Linked DNA regions of Mus musculus: region 1 is linked to region 2. The links are chromatin contacts, called in public HiChIP or PLAC-seq maps. All regions are on one chromosome and are shown on one strand. The core of a region is the stretch at or near the end of the contact, and the rest is flanking DNA. Distances in the headings are between cores, read along the strand shown. Region 1 overlaps Adgrl3 (adhesion G protein-coupled receptor L3). Region 2 overlaps Adgrl3 (adhesion G protein-coupled receptor L3).

Region 1 (7,053 bases), core at 82-2,581, 200 kb after region 2:
TAAAGTTCATAGTTCTCTTTTATACTAGTTTAATTTTTACTTATGTCTGTTTTTGTTTGTTTGTTTGTTTGTTTTTTGTTTTTGTGTGTGTGTATGCGCGTGCATGTGGGGGGGGGGGCAATGAAAACACTTTATTGGAATTAGGGCTGTGAAAGTTCCTCCAACTTTTCTGCCAGCAATCCTTCTGAAATGCAGAAGTGTATGCTCGTTTGAAAAAAATAATTCATCTATTTCCTTTGAGAACAGCCTGACTGTGCTTTGTTTGTTCACTCAACTTAGAGCGACCTTAGAGCCTTGGCACCCATGAGCTGTTCCAGGACAGGATTCCAAAGGGAAGGCAGGAATACACTCTGTTAGAGCTCACATCCTATTTCAACAGCTGGAGTTTGAAATGAATAGTGCTATCAGCCAATCAGGGTAGCCCAGTGATGACAGACATACTACCTGGGAGAATAAGAAACAGTCATGACATGGTAAGGATTGTTGTAGAACAAAGAAGATCTTCTAGGCTGGTGGAAATGAAGCTTGGTCCTGACATGCTGAAATAAGCCATGTGCCCAGGTTGAGAAGACATTCCAAGGTACTGAGAGAAAAGCTAGCCAAGTGAGGATTGCTGGAGAGTTAAGGAAATACAAAGACCAACATAGTTATAGCCAACAGGTTGAAGGATTGTACAATAATAGGCAGGCAATGGAAAGTGTTTAGATTTGAACACCATTTAAAAGTGTTTGCCAAGATCATGATACTGTACTTTTACAATGTGAATTTGGCTGTAAATTCTATTTTCCACAAATATCCATACAATGTCATCAAATTGCCTTACAAACATCGGAATTCTTCCATTACTCCATTTGCTCCACTGTTCATTTTTTCTTACTCTTTAATTTGTTGTTTGAGAATTTTCTACAGTGTATGTAATCATACTCTTTCCTCCTTCAGCTCTGCCCCAGACCCACACACACCCTTTCTTACACACCCAGCTTTGTATCCTCTCTGCCCATCAAGTTCCCTTTGTGCTGTTTACATAGTCCTGTCTGTGTGACCTTCCACTTGAGCCCAGTCAACCTACCAGAAGGCACAGCCTTCAGGAAAACTGACTCTTCCTCTCTCTCTGTAGCTTTCAAATTCTAGCAGCTCCTACACTCCTTCTTCCCAAGGCTCAGATATCATTTATGAAAAGGGAGCTGGAGGATGATAAGAATTAACTGCAGACAGAGACCGCCTGACAGAGAGGATTGTTGCACATATGAACTTATGACCCCTAGTATACACAAGACACATGTAAGGTCAAACTAGATCAAATCCAAACATGGAGAGAGGAGGTGGACACGACGTCCCACTACTAAGTGAGTCATGTTTTAAAATGCATATCTGATCTTAAGCCTACTTAAAGACTGTCTACTGATCTCATTTGCCATTTACAAAAGCATATTCTACCTTTGCATTATTTTGTCCTTGTGTCTGACTTCTCTTGCCAACTGCCCATACTTTTAAATGGCTCCCCCTTGTACCTTTGTATCATGTCTTTCCAAAGCACCCAGCTATTGGAGTTCAGATCTCTGAAGTTTTATTGTCACAGTACCCTTTTCTTGGATTAATTCTATTTTTTTCTCACTTTTGTCCTTTTCTTATCTGAGTAACTTTGTGTTATCTGCCAACACCCACTGAATACACAGTTGCTATAAGCCACATTCTTTAGGCTATTCATCATGAATGCCCTCTTACATGAGTTTATGTAACACTCAGTTGTCCCTCCCCCCGTCTCCCCCCCACCATGGCAGCAATTACCAAGCTGCTTTTTAAGATCACTTCCCTCTTCTGACAAAAAGCCTCTTGGAAAGAAACAGTGCTACTTTTCCTTCTGTATCTTTAGGTATTTCAATTCCACTGAGCTTCTCTTAGATCTCTAAATACTTGCTGCTTAATCAATGCTACAGGCCCATATGACCAATTGCCTCCTAGAATAGCCATGGCAGCAGAAATCTTGCCTCTCTGGGCACATACCACCACTGGTATCTTTCTCTCATTCTCTCTTAAATCTACTTCTCCTGGCCTTTGGCCTTAGCCCTTCACTGAATGTGCCCTTTTCAAGGATGTTATTAATTCAACAATACTTTCTCAAGACTATTAAGCATATACTGGTGCTAAACCAATGCTCAGTGATCAATCTGTATCTGTGTGTTTTTATAATAAAGTTGTGGGTATTTAAGAGTTTTTAAAGTTGTTGTTGCTTTTTAAGATTATAGAATGATCACATCATTCTCTCCTCTTTCTTTCTACGCACCCCTGCCTCACTCTCTTTCATATTCATGATCTCTTTAATTGTTAGACTATGTGTGTGTGCACGTGTCTGTATCTGTGTGCGTGTTTATGTATGGCTGTATACACATGATATGTATTTTAATCTTATCTGATCAATCAGAAAAGAATTCTTGATTTTTTTCCTCCTAATGTACTCCCATAAGGGTACTCACTTGATTTTTCTTCCACCAGTTAACACTTATTTCTGTGCTTCCTCAACAGTTCCTCCATTTTTCCCAAACTATTAAGGTTGGGGCACTTCCTAGCCTAATGCTTAATGGTCTTTTCTTTGAGTGGTTCCTATGGTGACCTCGTTATTTTAGATCAGTATGATCTTGATGCCTATGATCAGAAATGTTACTCCTTGAACAGACCATTCTTTTGAACTCAAGAATTACTGTTCCTTTAAGTGTTTCAGCATCTCCCTTTGTTGCACATTAGGCAGCATGAAAAAAAAAATCTATCCCATAACTGAATTTTCCACCTTTATTTTTAAGTTCTGTCTCCACTTCCACAGTTGGTGCGTTTCATTCCCATATCTGTTTACAGCCTATTGAACGTTTGAGGGACATGTTTCCACTTGAAGATTTATACTCTAGTTGTTTATTCTGTTGATGGTGGAATTTTTGTTTTTGGCTTAAGACAGTGTTTTATGTAGATCAGGCTGGCCTAGAACTCACCATTAGCCAAGGAGGATCTTCGAACTCTAAACATACACTCACAGTGAGATTCATGTTGGCCCCTAACGTTAAAATTGGTGGGACCCTTAGGGATGCTCTGACAGTCTCACCAACTTAAATCCAGTGGTATATCCCGTTATGTAGGTCAGAGATGCACAGGGATGAAAAGCAGATAAATGGAGTTAAGCCACATGTTGGTAAAAAGAACATAGAAAGGGGACCCAGCCACCTTGAGTTCATCTCCCAGGTGCTGGCATGAACCTTAGATTTGAATAGTAGGAGAACTGGGGGAAAGTATAAGAAGTAAGCAAATTAAGTGTTTTTTGTCAGGATGTGGCCCAATTCGGCCTTGTCATGGCTTAGTTCCTGCAAGGCATCACAATACATTCTAGTTTTCAACCACCATCAACACTGGAAAGGACCAATTTGTTTCCTACAAGATGAGCCCTTTTGTTCTAGGTACAGCTTTACACTTATGCATAATTGCTCTCATCTGCAAGGGAAGGAGGGTAAACTATGAGGTTTTCTTCTTGCTGGTATCCAAGGCAACTACAGGTTTAGGACAATCACCTTCTCTTTGTTCCTCCAGCCTTGAAGGAAGATGACTTATGATGGGTAGGCAGACACTCCTGGAGTGATTAACATCCTTATTCATAGTCAAGCAGGGGTCTGGCTTTGAAGAGAGAGATGCCAAGTGCTGGCAAGCTGCCAAGCTTTGGTCCTGCATGTGTACAAGTTGGAGCATCAAGAAAGGAGTCAATGTCTTTCAGCCAAAGTGCCACCTAAGTGCCTGCAACATTCTTCTCCTGGGCTTCTTACCCGGTCTTTGTTAATGAGAAATTATCGACTGCGCTTCCCCAAATTTCCATCTATTGCTAATGGTTCTGTGACATCACTTCTTCCCCACGTACTCAATTATTCTGGATGCAGTTAGATATGCCAGTGGATTCAATCAATCTACTTGAGTTTGTGATGCCAGATTCATTCTGTCTGGTGTCATTCAAGTACTTTGTAACCTAGTCAAAATAGGCCAATCTATGTTCATCAAGTTCCTTAGAATCTCTTAATACACAAACACATTTATACGCACTACTCCTCAAGCATAAAAACAGAAACTTTTTCTTCATTTTCTCTTTCTTTTTCTTTTTTTCTTTTTCTTTTCCTTTTTCTTTTTCCTCATTTTGATTGAATATCTCTTTGGTGTCTACCATATGCTTTTTTTCTTCCCCTTACCAACTGGCTTTAATTAATCTACAAATCATGAAGATGTGTTTGAAATTTCTGCCTTTCTTCATCCCCAGAGAAAGAACACAGAGCCCTCATTTAAACCCCAATTCTACCCCATGTTTGTAGCTAATTATCTTTATCAAGTTACTTGACTTTTCTAGGATTCAATTTTCTCACTGCAGTGTGACTATAATAATTTATATGTCAGTGGCTTCTTGGGAAAATGAAAAGTTGATGCATATTAACCACAATGATGCATCTGACTTCCTAACTTGACAGTGTTCTAAGTGACTTCTTATTGCTTGTGGGAAGAACTGCAAATGTCTGGACATAGCTTGCCAGGCTCCTGAAACCTAGCATTGCTCATTGTTATTGCCTTTGGGCTTTTTGCTTGCTTATGGGGAGTTGTTTTCATTTTCCTCAAGAATCAGTTATGCCGCGTGGAAAGTGGTATGCTCCATACCTCGCCTCTTTGGCCAGTGTTGAGCCTCAGTTTGCAAATGCCTGACTTCATGGAATTTTTCTGGTGGTCTTTCTATCTTTTCTTCTTGTTACAGTGCTTGCCATGTTGGATTTTAATTTCTTGTTTAATTGTCTGCCCTCCCTATATTATCTCATGGAGGAAGGGGAGAACAGCTGTTAGTTCTTTGCTGCTTTCTAATCAACTGGCACATTGAAGGTGCTCAATTAATATTTGTTGAGTGAATTTGAGCCTGTAACAAGGTGAGAGTCAAGTCCATAGCTGTATTTAATTTCTGTGATATAACACAGATTGCTTGACAGCACTCAGTTATTTCACCCTAAATTAAACTACACTTTTAAAGCAATGCAATCAAATGGTACCTTGAAAACAATCCTTTTTTTTCCCCCAACAAGAGCTCTCATAAACTGTCTTCTCTACAGAATTCTAGTTTCGTGTTTGGTTAAAGGTTCTTATTACTATATTAAGGTCAGTTGTGTTATACAATCTAATTTTAATTAAGACTTGAAAATGCCAATACTTCAATGTAATATAAAAAGGAGTTCAGGGATTAGTCATTTTTATACGCTTAATAATATTAAATGACAGTGGTTATAAAATGAACCTTTGGTTTATTGATCAGATGTGTAAATATCAGTCACTCAACTTGACTTCTAATAAAAAACCTGCAAGTTATAAACTGTTTTGAAGACTTTTTGAGCATCTGACCTTTAAAATTTTGATTTGAATCAATATCTAAATCCAGATTGAATCACAATGTGTTCTATTCAGTTATGATTTTAAGCTTTTTTATTTTATTCTCAGCTGATGAACTTCCTATCAAGAAGCAAAAAAATGCCTTTAATTTTTTAAATTATAAGTAAATACAGAGCATATTTATATGAGTGTATGAATGAATGTATGTGAAATACATCATCAGGGATAATGCAGACATCATTTTAGAAAAGTCCCTAATAATTTAGTCCTTGTTCAAACATCAAAAGTATATTAAAACAAATGGAATTGGCCATTACATCACTAATGTGTCTGATGTCACTGAGTGAGCTAACACTGAGTGGATCACAATGTTTGTAGCATCTGACATTGACCACTATGCTGTAATTCAGAACACAGCTATATATGTCAAACAAGTACATTGGATAAGAGAGCACACAGAATTCCTGAGGCTTATTTTTCATCCCCAGTACATTCCAAGATTCAGACAAGAGAAATGTTTAAACATGAATGTAAATATAATGAAGAGTAGAGCATTATTATTTTTTTTAATTAATCACTCCATTCGTTTATATCACAAATGGTATCCCCCTTTTCTGTTACCCTGTCCACAATCCCCTCATCCCACATCCACCCTTTTCTCCCTCACTTTTGCCTCTATCAGGGTGCTCCCCAACACACACCCTCTTCCACCCCACCGCTCTAGCATATCCCTATGCTGGGGCATCAAACCTCCACAGGACCAAGGGCCTCCCCTCTAACTGATGTCAGACAAAGCCATCCTCTGCTACTTAAGTATCTGGAGCCTTGGATTGCTCCCTATACACTCTTTGGTTGGTGGTCTAGTCCCTGGGAGCACTGGGTGGTCTGGCCAGCCAATGTTCTTCTTCCTATGGGGTTGCAGTCACCCTCTGATCCTCCAGTTCTTCTGCCAGCTCCCCCACCAGGGTCCCTGAGTTCAGTCTGATGGTTGGCTCCAAGCATTCCCATCTGCATTGGCCAGTTGCTGGCAGAACCTCCCAAGGAACTGCTACACCAGGTTCCTGTCAGCAAGTGCCTCTTGGCAATGGCAACAGTGTTGGGTTTGGTGTCTGCAGACAGGATGGATCCTCAGATGGAGTAGTCTCTGGATGGCCCTTTCTTCAGTCTCTGCTCCACTTTTTGTCCCTGGAGCAGAGCATTATTGTTGTGCATGATTATGATAAATATTGATAAAGTTGCTACATTCAGGAGGATCTCAAAAACCAGATTTTGAAATGAGTTAAAGATTATTCATGTTAATATAATTATTTTATTGGAATGAATGCTTTCTGAACCTGGGCCTGTGCACGATATGTGCCTGGTGCCTTCAGAGGCCAGATACAGATAGTTGGGAGCTCTCATTTGGTTTTTAGGTCTTGAATGCTTATCCTGTGGAAGATCAGCGGGTTCTCTTAAATGATCCAGCAATAGGAGTGAAATATTACTTTGATTGCTAATCAGTTGTTCAAAGGAGGTCTGCAATTTCTTAGTTTAAATTTGTGTATCATTCGGAAGACTTGCTCTTGAATTTCAAGAGCGCTGAACAATATGAAGCTGTCAGGTCATCCACTCCCTCATTTTGCCTTAAAACAAATACATACAATTTTTATTCTTGACTCAAATGCAACA
Region 2 (6,847 bases), core at 178-2,677:
CCTTTACCATGGTATAATATCACAAACTAGTCTTTTTTTTTTTTTTCTTTTTTTTTAGCTTAAGGCTATCAGTGGACTTTTGAGTTCTGCCCTGAACCTCCCTGAGATTGTGCTAGTGGAAAATTCTTTGTGGTTTCACTCCTAAGCCAGCTTTTCCCTACCGGATCTTTAACCTCAGAGAAATAGCTAAGATAAGTTAGGCACATTTCCCAAATTTCCCCTCAACTTGCTTGGCTTCTGCTTGTCTTTATTCTCTGAACTGGCCTGATCCACACTCCCTGTGGCCTTGACTGCTGGCACTGCTTGCTACTAAAAAAAAAATAAAAATAAAAATAAAAATAAACAATCTTAGCTTTGTAGAGTCTCTGGATACTGCTCATAGTTTTCTTTCCTCCTGTGCTCAGAGCTCTCAGTATAATGAGATTTACAGTCAGCCCCATTTCCCCCACAGTTAGTAATCCCCCCCTTTACAGGTTTTGAATGTTCCCAAATGTGTCTGTGTTCTCAATGCATCTAGGTATCCTCACAGTCCGCCAGCCACCCTCACTTATTTCTATCAATAAGTACTGACTGAACCCCTCTTTAAATGGGTCTGTAGACCTAGTCGGTATGTTCTACCAGTGTAGTGTAGTAACTGACCAATTCAAGCCTATCTTTTAATGATCATTTTAGGGTAAGCATAGCTTTAAATCACTAAGTAGTGAAATTCCGGTCTTTCGGATAGAACCCGCTGACTCTGTTGCCAGCTGAGGTCTCTTATTTCTTGCTGTCAGTCAACCTGTAAGGGAGATTAAGGCTTACTTTCAAAAGTGTAAAAGATGAAAACATATTCTCTCTTATTGAAATTTGGCATTGTACACAGTACCTCATTTTAATTCAGTTTCTCTCAGAGAAGTTTCAGAATACAAAATGGCCTTAATGTGACTGCCTGGTATTTTGGTCCTCATTTGCCTTCAGTATGGCCTATAATTAAGGCAATTAATGATGACATATGGCAATATCAAAAATTCAACTTTCTCAATATTATGAAAGTGCAATCCTTCTGTGCATATGGTTGGATCCTGAGCATCATGGCCTTTCTCATAAATTTAGTTCAAATTGCCTGAAAAGAAGACAGCAAATGAGCATTTTTAGGGATGGTGGGTGTTCAGTTTTCTTTGATGTGCCCAACATTGTAAATCACTGCAGTCTAACCATTTGCTTCTTGGAAACCTTAGGACATGCATCCAAATTTCTGTAGGAAAACTTTGTCAGTTCTAGGATGTAGATCTGCTTGAAATGAGTTCGGTGCTCAGTTAGCAGGGAGAGTTCAGACATGCCAAAAGTTTTCTTCAAACAAAGCAAAACAAAAGCCTAATGGAATTACAGAGCGAAGGAGGAATAAATCTCTCAGTGCCCTCTGAACTCAGCTGTTTTCCTTTAGGCTGGTTTTCCTCCACTCCTTTTCTTCCGTCCTGTTCTTATCTCCTACACAGTTCATTTACTGTTGTTTACTCAAGATAACAGGAAATTTCACAAGTGAGATCATAGTCACAGTTGTTGGAGGTGAAATGTGAAATAGGTTTATTTTGACAGGAAGGCTTTCTTTCTTTTCCATCTTGGAAAAACTAATAAAACCATAGCTGGCTATTTATATTATAATCTAGGAGGAGTTTGGTTCGGCAGAGTTGTGTCTCTCTGGATCTGTTAATAGCTGTGTACCCAAGCTAAGCAACTTACCTTCAAGGGAAAGGATGATGCCGAAAAAAGAATACCATGACCCGTGCTAGGAAGACAAACCCAGAATGCCTCATTGTGCTGTATCCTCGCTGATATTTACATTCAGTGGATTGAAATACGAAGCATGGAACACATGAATTATGAACAGCAGCTCTGCCATGGATGTCATGTGGCACTCTGTTAAGAACAAATGATAAATGAAGAATGAGAAACTTGTTAGTCCATGTCTTGAGGGCATTTCTTTGCTCATTGATCAGCATTGCCCACATTTTTTTTTTACTAGCACTGAATCTAATACAGTTTTCATGAGTTCTTGATATATATATCACTTCCACTAGATGCTGTCCCTTGAGTTATGAGATGATAATTTTTATGGTGTTTAATCTTTATCCTCAGGCTGTAGATTGAGCACCACTAAGTGTCAATCACCTAAACGTTCATTTATTATTAATTCTAAAAGGGTTGAACTTCCAAGATTAATTAGCATTATCCTATCAGAAGTATGACAAACTCCTTCCTTCCCTCCTTTCTCCTTTCCACTCTTTCTTCCTTCCTTCTTTCTCTAACTAGCTTGGAGGAAGCAGGACTTACCCCCATGAAAATTATGAATATTCATGAATATTATGGATGAAGAATCTCACTGTTTACTATAAATATTTCAATTGATCTGTTGGCTTAGAAAAATGATTTCTCAATGCAAGTGATTACCTCAGCGCTGTAGTGACTATTCAAATGATTATTTATGTAACAAAATTTGAAGTTTCCAGAACACGAGTATTATTAATGAAAATTTTCTTTAATTATTCTCATTATGATATCTAGCTTATATGTAAAAACTGAAACATGAAAATTTTAATGCCAAGCTATTTTTAAATGTGGTGTAATTTCTAATTCAAATTCATAAAACGCTGTATGTGAATGTGTTTTTTAGAGTTAACATTTTGACAGTGACTAGTATTCCTCTGTCTCTGCACCATTTAGTAAGACTGTAGGCTTCACAGAAAATCAGATCTAATTTTATATTGGCGATGGTTGCTAAGTAACTATTTGATGCAAATTAATCATTAAACATTTAGCAGCTTATTCTCTGATTGGAGTGGATGCAGGAGTGACTTCCAAGCCTACAGCTCAGCAAACAAGTGATGGAGGAAGAATATTCTGAGATGCTTAATAAAAATAGCTGATGACTCCGCTACTTGATTTTCTTCCTTTGTCACAATCATAAAGGAAAACAAGAAATTGACAGGGACAGCTAACAGCAATTTCCTAATAGTAGATGCTGTTTAACTTTGAAGTGCCACAACCAAAATTGTTCTAAAATATGTTATAGAATGTTTTCAGGTCAACCTATACCATTACTGGTTCTATTTTATAATTAAGCAGACTGAGATTATAAATTAAATACCTCATTCAGATATCTTTGCCTAGTAGGAATTTGAACCGAAGGTCTTTTGAATCTCCTGCTGATCTCTTTAAATTCATGATAGGTCAAATATAAATCTCTTCACATCACAGAGCCATTAAGGCTTATAGATTTCATAAAATGCATTATTTCTCAGGGATGTAGAACCTAAAAGAAAACTCCTGTGCTGAAGTTAGGTTGCCTTCTAGAGGATGTTCATCAGGACATAGGGATGAGTCCACTGGTATGATATAGTGTCACAAGGAAGGACACCCCATGCAGGTGTGTGTGAAGTGTCCCTGTCAGACACTCAGAAGTCTTGCCTTGCTCTTCATCTTACTTATGGTGTTAAGTGGATGCCAATATTTCTTAAAATTTGTTAGTATTCGTATCCTACTGCTATGGTGTCCAAAGTGCCAGTGTTGTGGTAGTTAAAACACAGTACTCTATTTATTTAAAATAATGAAAGTAACAATTCTAAAACGAAGCTTTCCACAGGGATGCAAACTATTTAGGGGCAAAAAAATGAAAGTCTTTTTTAAAATTCTGGTTACAGAGAGGATGTAGAGATGACTCAGGAGAAAATTCTCCTAGTACTGTTACAGAGGACTTGAGCTCAATCTCAGTTCCCACACAAGGTATCTCAGACTGTCTATAGCTCTAGCTCTAGGACTATCCAACAGCAGAAGCTGCTGTTCAGAACTTCGTTCACATGAACCCACACACATAACCTACACATTATAAATAAAATACATTTACAAAAAAGGGTACATACATAAAAAGGCAAATAAGCACAACCAAGCGAGGTGGTGTGCACCATTGATCTCAGCACTCGGCAGGAAGAGTCAGGTGCATCTCTGAGCTCCAGGCCAGCCTTATCTACAAAGGATATTCCAGGCTACCTGCTAGAGCTACATACATACTGAGATCTTGCCTCCAAAAAAACAAAAGAAGACAAATAATGAAAAATAGTGTAAATGCATAAAAAAAAAATGACATTCCAATTTCCTTAAGTTACTGTCATTGAAATGCATACTTGCATGCCTGTCACACACAATATGATTTTAGAGGGATATGAATATATATTTCAGTTAATTTCTTCATGTTTGCCTTTAGATGTTTTTTGAGAGTTACACATGAAAATGTGCTGTCACAGAAGCACAATGAGATTACTCATACATCTTGTTTGTCTTCATAAATAATTATCTAATGAAATTTCCCTCCAGTCAGTTAATATAAAAATATTGACATGTTCTTAAATGTTTCATGCACAAAGGATTCAGTAATTTCTCTAATGTAGAAATTTAATTTTGTGTTTCTACATAGGCCGTAAAACAGATGCTATCACAGCATTTACTTGTAACGGGTTTTTGTTTGTTTTCTTTTGGTTTTGTTTTGTTTGTTTGTTTGTTTGTTTTGTTTTGTTTTGTTTACTTTTCAAACAGTAGGGGGACACTTTTCCATTGGGCGTCTTGTAACCAGATTGTTAAAGGCAGATATAGGGCAAAAGCAAATTGGACTGAAACTGGATCGTCAACTCACTTCTCCGACAAAGTATTTGAAGCTAACCCTTGAGGCATATGCTTCATTTATCTCGGTACTGATTTGACTTGGAATCATCATTGAATAAAGTTTGGGGTAGCTCACAACATCTGTTCCTGTCAGGGAGCTTACCCAACCAAATGCCTAAATGGGAGAGACAAGGAACCTTTGTCCTACTTAGAAAAGGAATGATTCATACATATGAACTAAAGTCTGTTGTGGTAGCAATGCTGTAGAAAATTTGATTACTTCATGCAATGATAAATTAGTTAATTAGTTAAAAGTTGAAGAACTTCTCTAAACTTAATCTCTTGCAGCAACTTGTACTTTGTGAGTTTCTTATAGTTTGAACATCAACGACCTTAATCCTTCAATGTATCATAAATGACATTGATGTGCTCTGAACCAAGTATGGACATTTGGGACTTTTCCCAGGACTTGATGTGTTCTGATCAGATCACTATAACATGTACCCCTGCTTCTAAGCAATTGTTATTACTTTTGTTATCATGATTTTCTAAATTGAAAATAATTTGCAACTCAGATTATAATGTCAAAGTTCAGTCAGAGAGATGTTATTTGTACTTCTGGGAATGGGTAATATATAGTTAATATGATATCTTCTAAGTCCAGCTATTTGCTTGCAAATTGCATGATTTCATTTTTATTTACATCCTAACAGTATTTCATAGTGTCTATGTGCTCCCCAATCTGGTCATTCAATGACAAGTAGTCATTGTCATTCCTGGAATCATATACATATGAGATATACAAATAACATTATATGGATTCATCAGTGTGTGTGTGTGTGTGTGTGTGTGTGTGTGTGTGTGTGTGTGTGTGTTTAAAGAAAGAGAGGCATAGATAAAGTCTTTGAGAAATAGGAAAGGGTACATGAGAAGGGTTAGAGCGAGGATAGGGAAAGGGGAAACTGATGTAATTCTAATATAATTTCAAAAGAATTTTTAAAGGTAAGCCAAAGATAAATAAACCTCTGAAGTCTATGAAAAGAAAGTCTTTAAACTTAAGGACCATTTTCATTATTAGCTTTTTAAAGCTTAGTGATCTCCAATTTTGTAACATGAAACAAAAATAATTGGAGTAAAAATGAATCTCTCTTACTTTGCAGAACACAGTCTTCTTATAATATACTAATTTGTAGTCACTACTACACTTTATCTCGCTGCAAAATTCTTTTTGTCCCATAAAGTAAAATATCCACTGACCTTAGGAATTTAGTATGAGGGACTATTATTGCTGTTTCTTTAAACCATTTTAATTAAGCCTAAATCTATTTCCCAGAGAGAAGACATTCAAAATGGAGTACATGTGAAAGGCTTTAAGATAAATCACCATTAACCTTTAAAGCATCAGGACTGCATTTTCTAGAGAATCATAGAAAATGCTAACTCTAAAACTGCACAAATTTTATTTTACTTCATTTTTCACACAATAAACAATCCAGAATGTCCTAAGTGTGACCTGCGTGCTTTAGTATCATAATGTTAGAATCCCTAAAATTAATATCATCAAATAAACAAGATGTTTCCAAGTGGTGGGATAGGAATTATGTGAAGTCTGAAGTTGAAGCTGTTGCATCAGAATAATTTGATTTGTAGTCTGGCTCCGCCACCTCCATTAGCGATCACATCTTGACAGACACAGAGTTCATCCAATTTCAGTTCTCATTGTGCAGAGGTATTGATGTTTTCATGTTACTCTGGTCAGTCAATAAGGTTAAAAGGATAAAGTTTATTTAGTTTTCAACATTGCCTTCTTGAAGTCAAATGTCTATTTAATTAAATTTCCCAATATTTGGCAAGACAAGAATGGTAGTGTCAGCTTTCTTTAGCTTAATATTAAATAGCATCTTCTGCAATCTGGTGAAGACCATCTGCAGTAATAGGAAACAGATACACTTTGAAGCCACCGACAGCAGCGGTGGGTAGGCCAAATGCTTTGCCAAGGAGCTCAGTGATTTCTCAGAGTTTCCTATGTATATTGTCTTCCAGCCTTCAATGTGATATTCCATCTACCACTGCGTTGTGATGATCTCTCAAATGCTATTGCTTCTCATATTGAACATGCATACACATGAGGATACATTAAACATCTTTTCCAACTTCCTCTAAATCAAAGTTAGTAATAATAACTTCCAAAGAGAATGCCTTCTAAATGTTGTTT

The links. HiChIP or PLAC-seq counts read pairs in DNA pulled down with a chosen protein or histone mark.
Region 1: a contact with region 2 is called in a FOXA1 HiChIP or PLAC-seq map of pancreatic cancer cells. The contact joins two enhancer-like sites. A contact is called at or near these places in 4 of 484 Hi-C or Micro-C datasets (all in the G1E-ER4 cell line), 1 of 115 datasets of contacts at active chromatin or transcription factors (pancreatic cancer cells) and 1 of 9 other capture datasets (adipose tissue).

Annotation. Positions count from the first base shown.
Region 1 is chr5:81,673,475-81,680,527 of GRCm38.p6, forward strand. All of the region lies in intron 14 of Adgrl3 (adhesion G protein-coupled receptor L3), which reads left to right. Among named protein-coding and RNA genes, the nearest start is that of 1700031L13Rik, 450 kb to the right of the region's middle. Within about 2 kb of position 1,332, at least 8 of the 459 cell types and tissues checked have an H3K27ac peak or open chromatin away from gene starts, as enhancers often do. A contact at or near this core is called in pancreatic cancer cells, where this site is marked.
Region 2 is chr5:81,474,709-81,481,555 of GRCm38.p6, forward strand. All of the region lies in intron 7 of Adgrl3 (adhesion G protein-coupled receptor L3), which reads left to right. Among named protein-coding and RNA genes, the nearest start is that of Adgrl3, 460 kb to the left of the region's middle. Within about 2 kb of position 1,428, at least 17 of the 459 cell types and tissues checked have an H3K27ac peak or open chromatin away from gene starts, as enhancers often do. A contact at or near this core is called in pancreatic cancer cells, where this site is marked.